Linked DNA regions of Mus musculus: region 2 is linked to region 1. A link is a contact called in public Hi-C data. All regions are on one chromosome and are shown on one strand. The core of a region is the stretch at or near the end of the contact, and the rest is flanking DNA. Distances in the headings are between cores, read along the strand shown.

Region 1 (5,295 bases), core at 850-3,349:
ATGCCACATTGGGTGTGAGCCTGTGTATTTGAGGGGTGTGTTTTGAAGTGGTGGGGCCCAGCTGCCATGAGGGATCTGAATCTCGGACCTTCCTTGTAGAGGAGAGGGACAGGGAGGTGTAGCAGGGAGGTGTAGCAGACTCCAGCGACCTTTCCTGCCCTTGATGGGAAAAGCTGAAGGTAGAGACAGAAGAGCGGTGTTCACCCTTGCCTCCCTTCCCACTCAGACTCCTGGGGTTTGAGCCTTGTCACTGGGTCACTGCACCTGCTTGTCTGTCCCTCTGCATTTTGGTGTTTGTACGTGTGAGTGTGGGTCCTGCAGGAGGAGGAACAGCAGATGATGGGTGGGGCAGTGGGCTGGGGGGGGGGTCAGAGAGGCCCTGACTCAGCAGTTCTTGTTCTGCTGCCTCTACTGGCCTTGGCAGCCAGTAGGGGACGTGTGGGGGGTGTGGTGGTAGTGGGGGCAGGGCTGCCTGAGGGTCTCTCCAAGGTCAGAGTAGGCCCCAAGTCTGGGACCTTGTTCAGGAATCTCCCTTTCCACTGCCTGGGAAATACCCATTGCAGCTAGGTCTTCTCCTATCCTCCTTCCAGGCTATCAAAGGAGGTCCTCTCTAAGGAGCGGTGGGGGGAGTGTCCACATTCATTAACTCAGGAATTGACTGCTCTGCAAAGTACCTACCGACGACCAGGGAGACTCCATGGGCAGGTCCCCTGTGAGTCACTTGGGTGTGTGTTTGCCCTTGAGTGTGCAGGTACCTGTGTATGCACAAGTATGCAGGTTATGGATCGAGTGTGTCCCCCCACCCCCCGTGGTGACTTACCATGGTGGGGCATCTCTGCAGTGTCCCTTTGTGTTTCTTGGAAACGCTGGGCACACATGAATAGGTGTGCATGGCTGTGTGCCCCCATGTGTATCTGCATACATTAGTGGTTGGACGTGTGTTCTTGCATATTGCCTCTGGCTAAGGAAATGCCAACTGCTACCAGCTGTGCAGATCACAGGCCCTGTAACAGAAATCAGGGGCCTGGAGAGAACTGGCAAAATGGTCTGCCACACACCCACGGCCACACCCACGCCGGCACACTGTCTCATTGAGAAGCCTTGTGTCCAACTTAGGTAATGGTATACACACCTAGGCGCTGGATCTACCTTTTCTCGGTGGAGTAAATGAAGAGGGGTGTTCCTTCCTCACACTCTGACACAAACACGGCGATGCAGACATTCTTACTGCAGAAGACTTGCACGCCAGGACCACACTCTGAAACTCACAGCTAAGGGTAGGAGCTCGAAGGGAAGATTCTACTAGATTTGTATTCAGTAACAGGGAGTGGGTAGCTTCCACCCCACCACTAGCCTTTTCCTACCCCAGAAAAGCCTTCCACAGGGGTGGAAAGCTGGTTCCAAACTCTGGGATTCCCATGAGTCTGGGCTGGGAAACCCCACTGTCTCTAGCTTAGAATCTTGCCAACCTCCAAGCTTCGTCCTTATCTCAGAAAAGCCCCTAGCTCTTCAGTTCCGGAGGCTTCCAGCTAGAGGATACAGAGACAGTGATTGGTAGGGTCTCTGCGAGCGACTGGAAAAGCCACTAGCAGTCCTGGGGTGGGAGAGGCTTCCTTGGCTCCGGGTAGCCCAGGCCAGCCCCCCCAGACTCAGCCAGCAGAGGGCGCTGTGGCCAAGGCCCTGCTCGGGTCCTGCTCTCTCGGTGCCTCAAGTCGGGGTTCAGTCCTCTCCTTTGGTTTGTCCCAGCCCTGGGCACTATCTTCGGGACCCGCCGGCAGGGGCGGGTGGGTGTGGGATCCAACAACCCAACCAAAGGTAGAAGGGGCTAGGGTACCTGGATTCCCAAGACCCCGAGCCTGGGGAGAGCACCTGCTGGGTTAAGAGGCCTGGACGTCCGGGCAAAGGTCCAGAGAGGTGGGAAAGGGCTCGGATGCCCTGGGGCCGGGACGCCTGGGTCCTCGCGGAGGAGGGAGGCGGGTCATGGAGCCGCGGGACTGGCGGCTTCTGCATCTTCGCATTGGCTGTGCCACTCGTCCGTCAGTGTTGCGTGGCCCAATGCGTGTGCTTGGGGGGCGGGTCCTGGTGCTGATGCTGCCGTCAGTCGGTGTTGCAGGGATGCGGCGGCGGGAGCAGCCGCCCTGACTCTCAGAGCATCCTCCTCGGAGCGGCACCGCGGCGGGGCGGGCGGGGACGCGGCGGGGACCAGGAGGCGCGAGGCAGCCGATATCGCTGGCCCAGGATCTGTTACCTGCCGTAGACCCAGCGGTCTCTAGGCTCGGATCCCTACCCTTCAGCTCCTGGCGCCCCCAAAACCAGGTATGGGGGGGGGGCTGCGGCGGAGACGGGTGGGGGGCGGGAGCCAATCGGGGGAGGGGAGCGGGTCGGAGGGGGCGGCGGATGCAGAAAGGACGGATTGGGGGGCGGGGGCGCCGAGCAGAGAGGGCTGGCTGGGTGACAGCGAGGAGGCGAAGCCGCTGGGGGAGGTTGGGGGACTCCCTGTGGAAGGGGCATTGGCCCTGAGCTGGGGCGAATGCAAGGTGGTGAGGGAGGGTCGATGGGGGAAGGGGGTCTGAAGGAGGGGCATCCATAGGGCTGTGAGAAGGGCTCTGAAATAGGGGTGGGGGGAGGTCCCAGTCTATGCTGGTCCTGGCAGCTGGAAGCAGTGATGGACCAGAGAAGCTGCGAGCTGTTGTGGTCTGAAGGGTCTGCAGGGGAGAAACACTGGTCTTAGTGGGAGAGGAGGCAGGCTGGAGAGAGGTTTGGGAAGTGGAGAGGGAGGTCTGGGGGCAACCACTGAAGAAAAGACTACTGGGGGATGGGAGCCAAGGGGAGAGGAGGTTATCAGGAGGGAGCAGAGGGGAAGATGCCAGGATGCTCTAGGCATAGATGAGTCTGTGACGGGGAAGAGCTGGACAAGATGGGGGGCCTGAGGGAGAGGAGAGAAGCTTGCTGGGGAGAGCTGGGGGGTGACAGAGAGGGAAACCGGTCGAAGGAGGCTCTGCTTGGCTGAGAATATACTTGAGGGCAGCGGTGGGGCTCTGGTCACAGAGTACTGGAAGGGTAGAGGAGTCTTCTGAGCCCTGGGCTTATCCCTCCACCTCAAAGAGGTGGGAACCATTTCTCATGCTCCAGCCTTCTCCCCCAGAGGGAGGAGCAGTCTGCCTGGGTTCTTTGGGATGGGGGTATGACCACAAGGACCCTGGGTGGGCTCCTGGAGGTGAAATTGGATTTGTGGGGGTTATTGGGCTGTTCCAGTTGCCTTTGCCGTCACCCCCTCTTGAGGCATCCAGGGCCTTAATGAACCGGCAGGGATGGGAGGGGTAGTTCCTTGGTGCTCCACAGCGAAAGGGTGCCCAGCTCCACAGTGCTCAAGAAAATCTGAGGGGGTGGGTCTTGGGTCTCCAGCCCCCTTGACTACTTCCGGCTTTCAAACACCCTCGTTCTTTGCACATATTGTGGGTGGGTGGGGTAGACAAGGACCTTCTAGTCATTCCTGCCCCTCCCTCTCGTCCACCTTCTCAGTGTCTGGGCGTTCCTTCTGGGGGAGAGCTTTACATCCTCTGTCTTCTGCTAGAAAAAGAGAGAGAAGGGAGCAGGAAGGAAAAAGAGAGGAGGGGAGGTCGGCTAGTCAGTTAACTACATGGAGGGCCTCCGGCTTTGTAGGTGCTTCAGCTACTCAGGTCCCAGCTTGCTACCCCAAACCTGGGGATGGCTCAGGGATGGATATGTCAGAGCCAGAGCAACTTTCGTCTGTAGCCTCAGGGAGTAGGGTCTGTGTCTGGGAGGCCCCTTACCTTTGCTAAGGGAAGTGTGCTCAGACTCTGTCCATCCTCAGCAGCACAGGGGTGGGCGGGACCGATCAGCTGGCAGTGCCTGCTGAGAAGCTGCTCCTTGGCTGAATCCACATGACAGCTGCTCCTGAGAGGAAGGGACAGGGCTCTAGAATAGCCACCGGGGACCTCCGTGTCTCTCCAGGCTCCGTCTTTTCTGTTCTGTTCTGTCTACCCTTGCCAGTGACACAGACATCCCGACACTGATCCACACACTTGGTGGCACTCGCCCAGACACACACCTACACAAGGCGCACACACCTGCGTATACAATACAACTCCTTGGCAGCAAACCGCCCACGCTCCCCGCCCAGAGACACTGCCACCTCCTGCCTGCCTCAGGGACCTCCTCCAGGAGCCCTACTTGAGCACACAGCACGCATAGAACCCCTGAGTGCCCCCGGGTCTCCTGACAAAGCACTGCCTGACAGTCCTTCCCCTCAGAGATGCACAGCATCTGCCACTGTTCATGAACTCAGGCCCACCTGCCCTCCTGGCATGCACTGCTTCCTCTCCTGGGCACACACGCCCACGCCTACACATTTTCCCAGACACAGCAACCCCTGCCTGCCATATCACACGCACTGCATGCCAGTCTGGGTCTTAAGCATTGTGCTCCGGGTCTATAGGTGTGTGCACTAGGGCACAAGGTGGGCACATCCTCTTTGCCTTGACCCAAACCCGTGACTCCCACCTAAGTTCCTTCTCTGTCACACTCCTGTCACTAATGGACTTCCAGAAAGCTCTTAAACCTACTCCTACCTGATGGTGACCACAGTCACTGCAGGCCAGCTTTGGCCTGCCTTCTGCAGAACCTGCCGTTCGGCCCCAGCATTTGTCCTCCACACAAGGCTCTCTCTGCCTGCCCGACACTGGAGACATAATGTCCGTCCCTTCAATTCAAGCTCCCGCTCAGCCCCCACGGGGACTCCCAGAAGTGTGTCCTCACACACCACCCACCCCTTGTGGTTCCATCTGTTGGTGTAGTTCTGTCCTGGCTGCTTCCACACTGATAGGCCTGTGCACTCGCCGAGATTCATTCAGTAATGCAGACCTCCCTGTCGTTTTCTGACACTGACACTGTTCAGTGTGGGTGGAGGAGGGCGAGGCTTCAAGGCCTGCGCTTTGCCAACCAGTGATCCTCGTTTCCCTTATCTGTAAAAGGGGTATGTTTCCATCTGCATGACTGAGACATGTCTCAGGGATTGGTTGAGAGGATTTTGACGACTATAATCATAGTAGCCACAGTTGTATTTAGTAGGCACCTAATGTGTTCCTGACGGTGAACTTTTCAATCTGGTGTATTTTTCAGGCCCTTGGAAAGCTCCTAGTCAGCAATAGGTGTTCAAATAGGTTTTACATCCATTTATTCCTTTTAGTGTGTATGTGCATCATGGTACCTATGCAGGGGTCAGAGGATAGCCTGCAGGGCTTGGTTTTCTATTTCTATCATGTACATACTGAG
Region 2 (5,295 bases), core at 1,424-3,923, 960 kb after region 1:
AGGTGGTGGATCTCTAGGCTTTGAGCTTTTAAATGCCGAATGCCATTCCCAGTTAGTACATATGCTCTTTCTCTCTGCCTCCCCCAGTTACCGCCTGTTCTCTCTCTGCCTTGTGCTTGTGGAACAGGTTAAGCTCTCAGCTATTGCCCCAGAACTATGCCTGCCTGCTGTCATGCTTTTAGTTATGATGGTCATGGACTCTAACCCTAAACACTCAACTTTAAAAAAACCCAAAACTATAGTTTTGGTGTTTTGAGACTGGGTTTTCCTATGTAACCCTGGCTGTCCCTGGGCCTCAAATGTTAAGATTTAAAGGTGTATGCCAGGAAGTCCCATAAACACCTTTTGTTTATACTTTGCATTGGTCATGGTGTTTGTCACAATAGAAAAGTAACTAAGACAAAAACAAAACAAAACAAAACAAAAAAACCAACACCTTATTTTTTCTTTTAGAAAACATTATCTCATCCGGGGGTGGTGGCACACGCCTTTAGTCCTAGCACTTGGGAGGCAGAGGCAGGCAGATTTCTGAGTTCGAGGCCAGCCTGGTCTACAGAGTGAGTTCCAGGACAGCCAGGACTATACAGAGAAACCCTGTCTCTGTACCAAACCAAACCAAACCAAACCAAACCAAAACTATCTCACTATAGCTCTGGTTGGCCTGCAACTATATAGACTAGGATGACCTGAAACTCCCAAGTCTGCCTGCCTCTGCCTCCTGAGTGACAGAATTAAAGATGTGCACCACTGTGCTGAGCCCAAAGAATAATACTTTGAACTCATCCACTTTCTCATACTCTAGATGTTCTTAGAACCTTGAGCTAAGCCAAGAGGCTTCTAAAATCTTTCCACTTGGTCTTCTAAGCTCTCTTTCATTCTTACTAGAGATACTTTTCCTAACAAGAGAAACAAATTCTAACTAGCCTCTCATTTCTCTTTATCCCCATTCTGTAGTCTCTAAACGAACTGATTACTGGGCAGGGAGAAGACTGGGCTAGTAAGAGCTCTTACTGCCAACCCTGATGAACCAAATTCAATGCCACAGTGCTGTGAGAACTGACTCCCAAGAGTTGCCCAGATCTCTTCATACTTGACGCAACTGACAAACAGACACAGGCACAGACACACACAACAAAGAGAACTCACTGCCACCTAACATACTATTCGATATTTACCTGCTGGCTACCACTGGATGCACACTTAAGAGCAGGGTTTCACTTACCCTGGTCCCTACTGTTTACCATTCTCAGCTCTGCCTGAAGCTATATGCTTGGCATATAGCTGCCCACTAAAGCTGAAGAATGAACCTCTGTAGATGTCTACTTCCCTCTCACAGTGATGAAGCCATCTTGGTTAAGCACTCTATAAACCAGCACAAGTAAAAAATAACCTGTGTGATGCACCAAACAGTGAGAGGAATGTGCCCCACCCCCCAATTTCCTAACCTTCCCTCCCATCTCCAAAAATGAGTTAAAGAAACACAATGACCAATTTGGTTCTCAATCTATTCTGGGTACTGTCATGCTTAAGGGAAACAGGTATTCCACCCTAAGGAAATATTTGCATTTTTCATGACTAATTATCTTCCACAAAGGTAGCTCTTTGTTTTCTCCTTTGGACCAGAGAGGCTGGGGAAGGAGGACGGGAAGGGAGAGCAATGTATTCCCAGATTGTCCCTCAAACACCTCCTTTGGTGACTAATCTCCATGTAGATGACATGGCTTGTTACCCACCCCCAAGCAAGTCCCGCTTTTCTCAAACGGGGTGCTACTAGCAATTCCATTCAAATGCCGGGTTTTAGACTTGACACCTGTGGCTCCTGAAACAGAAGGCCTAGAGGATTGAGGACGGGTGGAGGCTTCTACTTACTGGGTTATTTCCCCTCTCTGGAGGTCGCCAGCCGCGCCAGCCTTCACCTCCGTTATCACTACGGGGGACTAGCCTGGGGCCTAGAGGCCTGGTCGCCCCTCGGCCTAAGAAACAGACCGGAACCGGGAGACAACAGCCGGGCACAAACCACTGTACTGGGAATCCGGCCTCTACTCTGGGCCCGAGGGGGCGCAGGGAACCGGAAGACCTGAACCGCTCCTTCGGTGTGGATGGAAGTCTCTAGACCCTGAGCGGGGGAGGGGCGGCGGAGGAAGGGGGGCTCCGAGAGGCCTGGGATTCCAAACCCGGTGGGGGAGGAGCGAGGGCGCCGTAGCCGCGGACCGGACAGGGAAGGGCCCTCTGGGGCTGCAGATGCCGGCCCAGGGAAGCGCCTGGGGACCGGGAACCGGGGACCGGGACCTGGAGATCTAGTCCCGGACCACCAAGCGGAAGTGAGGTGTCCCCCCCCTCACCTCGGAGCATCGGCTCGGGCCGCGGGATCACGGCCACCACCACGGCCTCGTCGTCATCATCCCCTTCCTCACACTTGAGCGTCACCTCGAAGCAATCCAGAGCCGCGGCGCCCTTGGCTTTCAGGGCCATGGCGAGGCGAAGAAGGGCGACCGGATAGCCGAGGACGTTCGCACAGACCTCGGCGCACCGCCTGTGGCGGCCGCCTCCTGCCCCGGACCACCCCGGGCCCGCGGCTCGCCTAGCTCACCCGCCGCTCGCCCGGCCGCCCCGCCAGCCACGGGCTTCAACGCGTCACGACCCCGGGCGGGGAGGGTTCGATCCGGGGCCCCCAACCCCGCCGCTCCCTTTTATGGAGGCTCATTGTCAGCGTCCGTCCGGCAGTCCCGCCTCCAGACCAGGCTGGCCAATCACGTGAGGACACGCCCCCTAGCCCCGCCCCAGCCACAGGTCTGGGCCAGAACCCTGTGCAGCGCGTTTGTCTCTGGCCGGTTTGCTCGGCGGCGAAGCCTGGAGTTTTCCTGGGAGCGGCGCCGGCAGCCTTGGAGACCCGGTAGGGCATCCCCACCAATGGCTGGAGGAAAGGGCTGCTCGGCATCTTACTTCTTGGCTTTCCCCTGACTAGCTGCCTGCCTGGGAGGCAACACAGACGAGAAAAGACCGGTGGGGATGTGTGAAGGATACATAGGCTCAGAAGTGTGGAGACATCTCTTCTAATTTCTTTGGGCCTCGTTCCTTTCTACTAGCACATACGCTTTAGGGAAAGAAAAATCACTTTGGATCCTCCTAAACAAAGATTCTAGAAGATGAAGAGGACAAGAGTGGCGTGTGGGCGTGTGTAAACCGCTTCCGATGGATATAATTTACGTTAAAAACAAAACAAAACAAAAAACGTGAGTCCAGAGAGTGTGGCCTTTTCCCAGGACACAGCAAATCCCCTGAGAGCCTCCAAGACCGGGATCCGGTTGCTATGGCGCTGCTGCCTGGCATTCGTGCCTGAGTGAAGACTGTCACAATGGGCACTTACACTTCTGCATAACATCCCCTCCCCACACACATACACACACCAGACACGCTAGATTTCAGCTGAGAAACGGCAAAAATGTCTGGCACTCAAAATTCTGATTTTAAGTGCTACCAACAGTAATTATCAGCCCAGAAACAGTAATTGTGGATGATGTAGGAGGCTAGGGGACAGAAGAGAAACAGTTCACTTACCGTATATTGTGTGTGTGTGTGTGTGTGTGTGTGTGTGTGTGTGTGTGTGTGTTTGTGTGTGCGCGCGCGCCCTGGGCATACCCACCCCCCCCCCATCCACTGCATAACCAGCTTTTATTTTGTTGAGATAAGGACTCACTTTCATGTCAGTCTGACCTGGAATCTGTGTAACCCTGCTTGCCCCAAACCTTTTCCTCCTCCCTCCATTCCCCTGGCACAAGGATTAAAGGTCTGAGCTGACACCACATACAGCAGCCACAATAGAAAGAACTGAGGAAATTTCTATTACTTTGAAATGTACCCAGTACTAAAAAGATACTCCAAATCAAGCAATTTCCTAGGCCTGGATAGTTCTTACCTAAAGGCTGTTCTTTGCTTTTTGCCCAATGCCTCTGGGTAGGTAGTCTGTTCTGTTTTTGCAGTGGGCTGGCTACAGGACTCAAGCTTCCGGGAGATTGTGACTAAGGCCTGAAAGGCAAGAAAAAGAAAAGCCTGTTATTTCCCTCCCTCTGTCCCTCCTGAGTTCTAACTCCTCCTGAGCAGGTGAGGCTGTGTCTCCAGTGTCTTTGTGAGTCCTTGGTTTGTGTCACTTCCCTGTTGGGCTTCCAGCCCTTCTGTCACCCTGTCACTTGGGTCACCCTGTGGTTCCTATTTCTTGTTTGATTCCAAAGCGATGGGTAGCCCTAGTATTGCACCAGATTCTTATTTAATTATATATATTTGTTTTCTTATGGGTTGTGCACCAGAGTACTTGTCTGAAGGCTAGAGCAACAGCTTCGGGGAGCTGGTTCTCGTCTTTGTGTGGGCTCTGGGGATTGTACACTGGTTTGTCACTAGCCCTCTACCATATACTTAATAGACTAGTTCTTTGGCCATCACGAGTGTAAGTGACAATTTTGGAATTTTAGTTTCTTTGGGAAAATAAAACACAAAAATATAAGAATACTCCAGGCAGTGGTGGCCCACGCCTTTGATCCCAGCACTAGGGAGGCAGAGGCAGGCAGATTTCTGAGTTCAAGGCCAGCCTGGTCTACAGAATGAGTTCCAGGACAGCCAGGACTACACAGAGAATCTCTCTCATATATATATATATATAATTTTAATCCCAGGTGTGGGATATGGGGCTGCTTCGATTTGTCCACAGCAGCTGACTATGGTTTGCCTCATGCTCTAGCAGGGGTGTGATTTTGTCAGCTGCAAATAGTTTCTGCATTTATGTGACATTTGGAATTCTGAGGATTTCTGAGAGGGTATATAAATGGTAGGGTGGAATTTGTGGTGATAGTGGTGGAGGAGGTGGTGTATAGTTGGGGAGTTGTCAGTTGGTTTTTGGTCAGTTTAAGTAGTCCCACACAAAGAAGAAACGAGAAATTAGATATCCCGGTGGCAAAGATCAAACTTGCCCCAAGGAACCTGACACCCCTAATCAGCAGGAAGTAGTCTAATGATAGCATCATCCCTTTCTAACCTCCCACTTTATTCAGGGTCTCTTTCCTTTCCTTGATATCCTTTTCTCTCCTCTGTTGGCCTTCTTGCTCAAATAGAAAGGCATCCTGGGACTCAAAAGCCCAAGAACAGGGAAGCCCAGGAACCTCACAGCAGCTCCCAGAGGAGGGAATCCCCAGCTAAGCTAAGGAGCCTCAGTCCTGTTCCATTTCACTTCTCATTGCTTCTTGGCTTCTTTCTATGAGTCACAACAGGTAGCAAATTCCATAATAAGAGATTTATTGGGAGGAT

Evidence for each region. Hi-C and Micro-C count contacts between places; a contact is called where the count stands out from the background.
Region 2: a contact with region 1 is called in a Hi-C map of B cells, with 5 read pairs. A contact is called at or near these places in 2 of 39 promoter capture datasets (pre-B cells and stem cell-derived epiblast-like cells) and 1 of 484 Hi-C or Micro-C datasets (B cells).

What each region holds. Positions count from the first base shown.
Region 1 is chr19:6,416,657-6,421,951 of GRCm38.p6, forward strand. Nrxn2 (neurexin II) reads left to right here and starts at 2,100. Exons shown (of 23, transcript NM_001205234.2): 1 at 2,100-2,316. Gm14965 (a long non-coding RNA gene) reads right to left here and starts at 2,106. Exons shown (of 3, transcript XR_879495.2): 1 at 1,835-2,106; 2 at 821-1,004.
Region 2 is chr19:7,380,330-7,385,624 of GRCm38.p6, forward strand. 1700105P06Rik (RIKEN cDNA 1700105P06 gene) reads left to right here and starts at 2,674. Exons shown (of 1, transcript NR_045703.1): 1 at 2,674-3,232. It overlaps Spindoc (spindlin interactor and repressor of chromatin binding), which reads right to left and starts at 2,697. Exons shown (of 6, transcript NM_001033139.3): 1 at 2,343-2,697. The coding sequence starts at 2,472.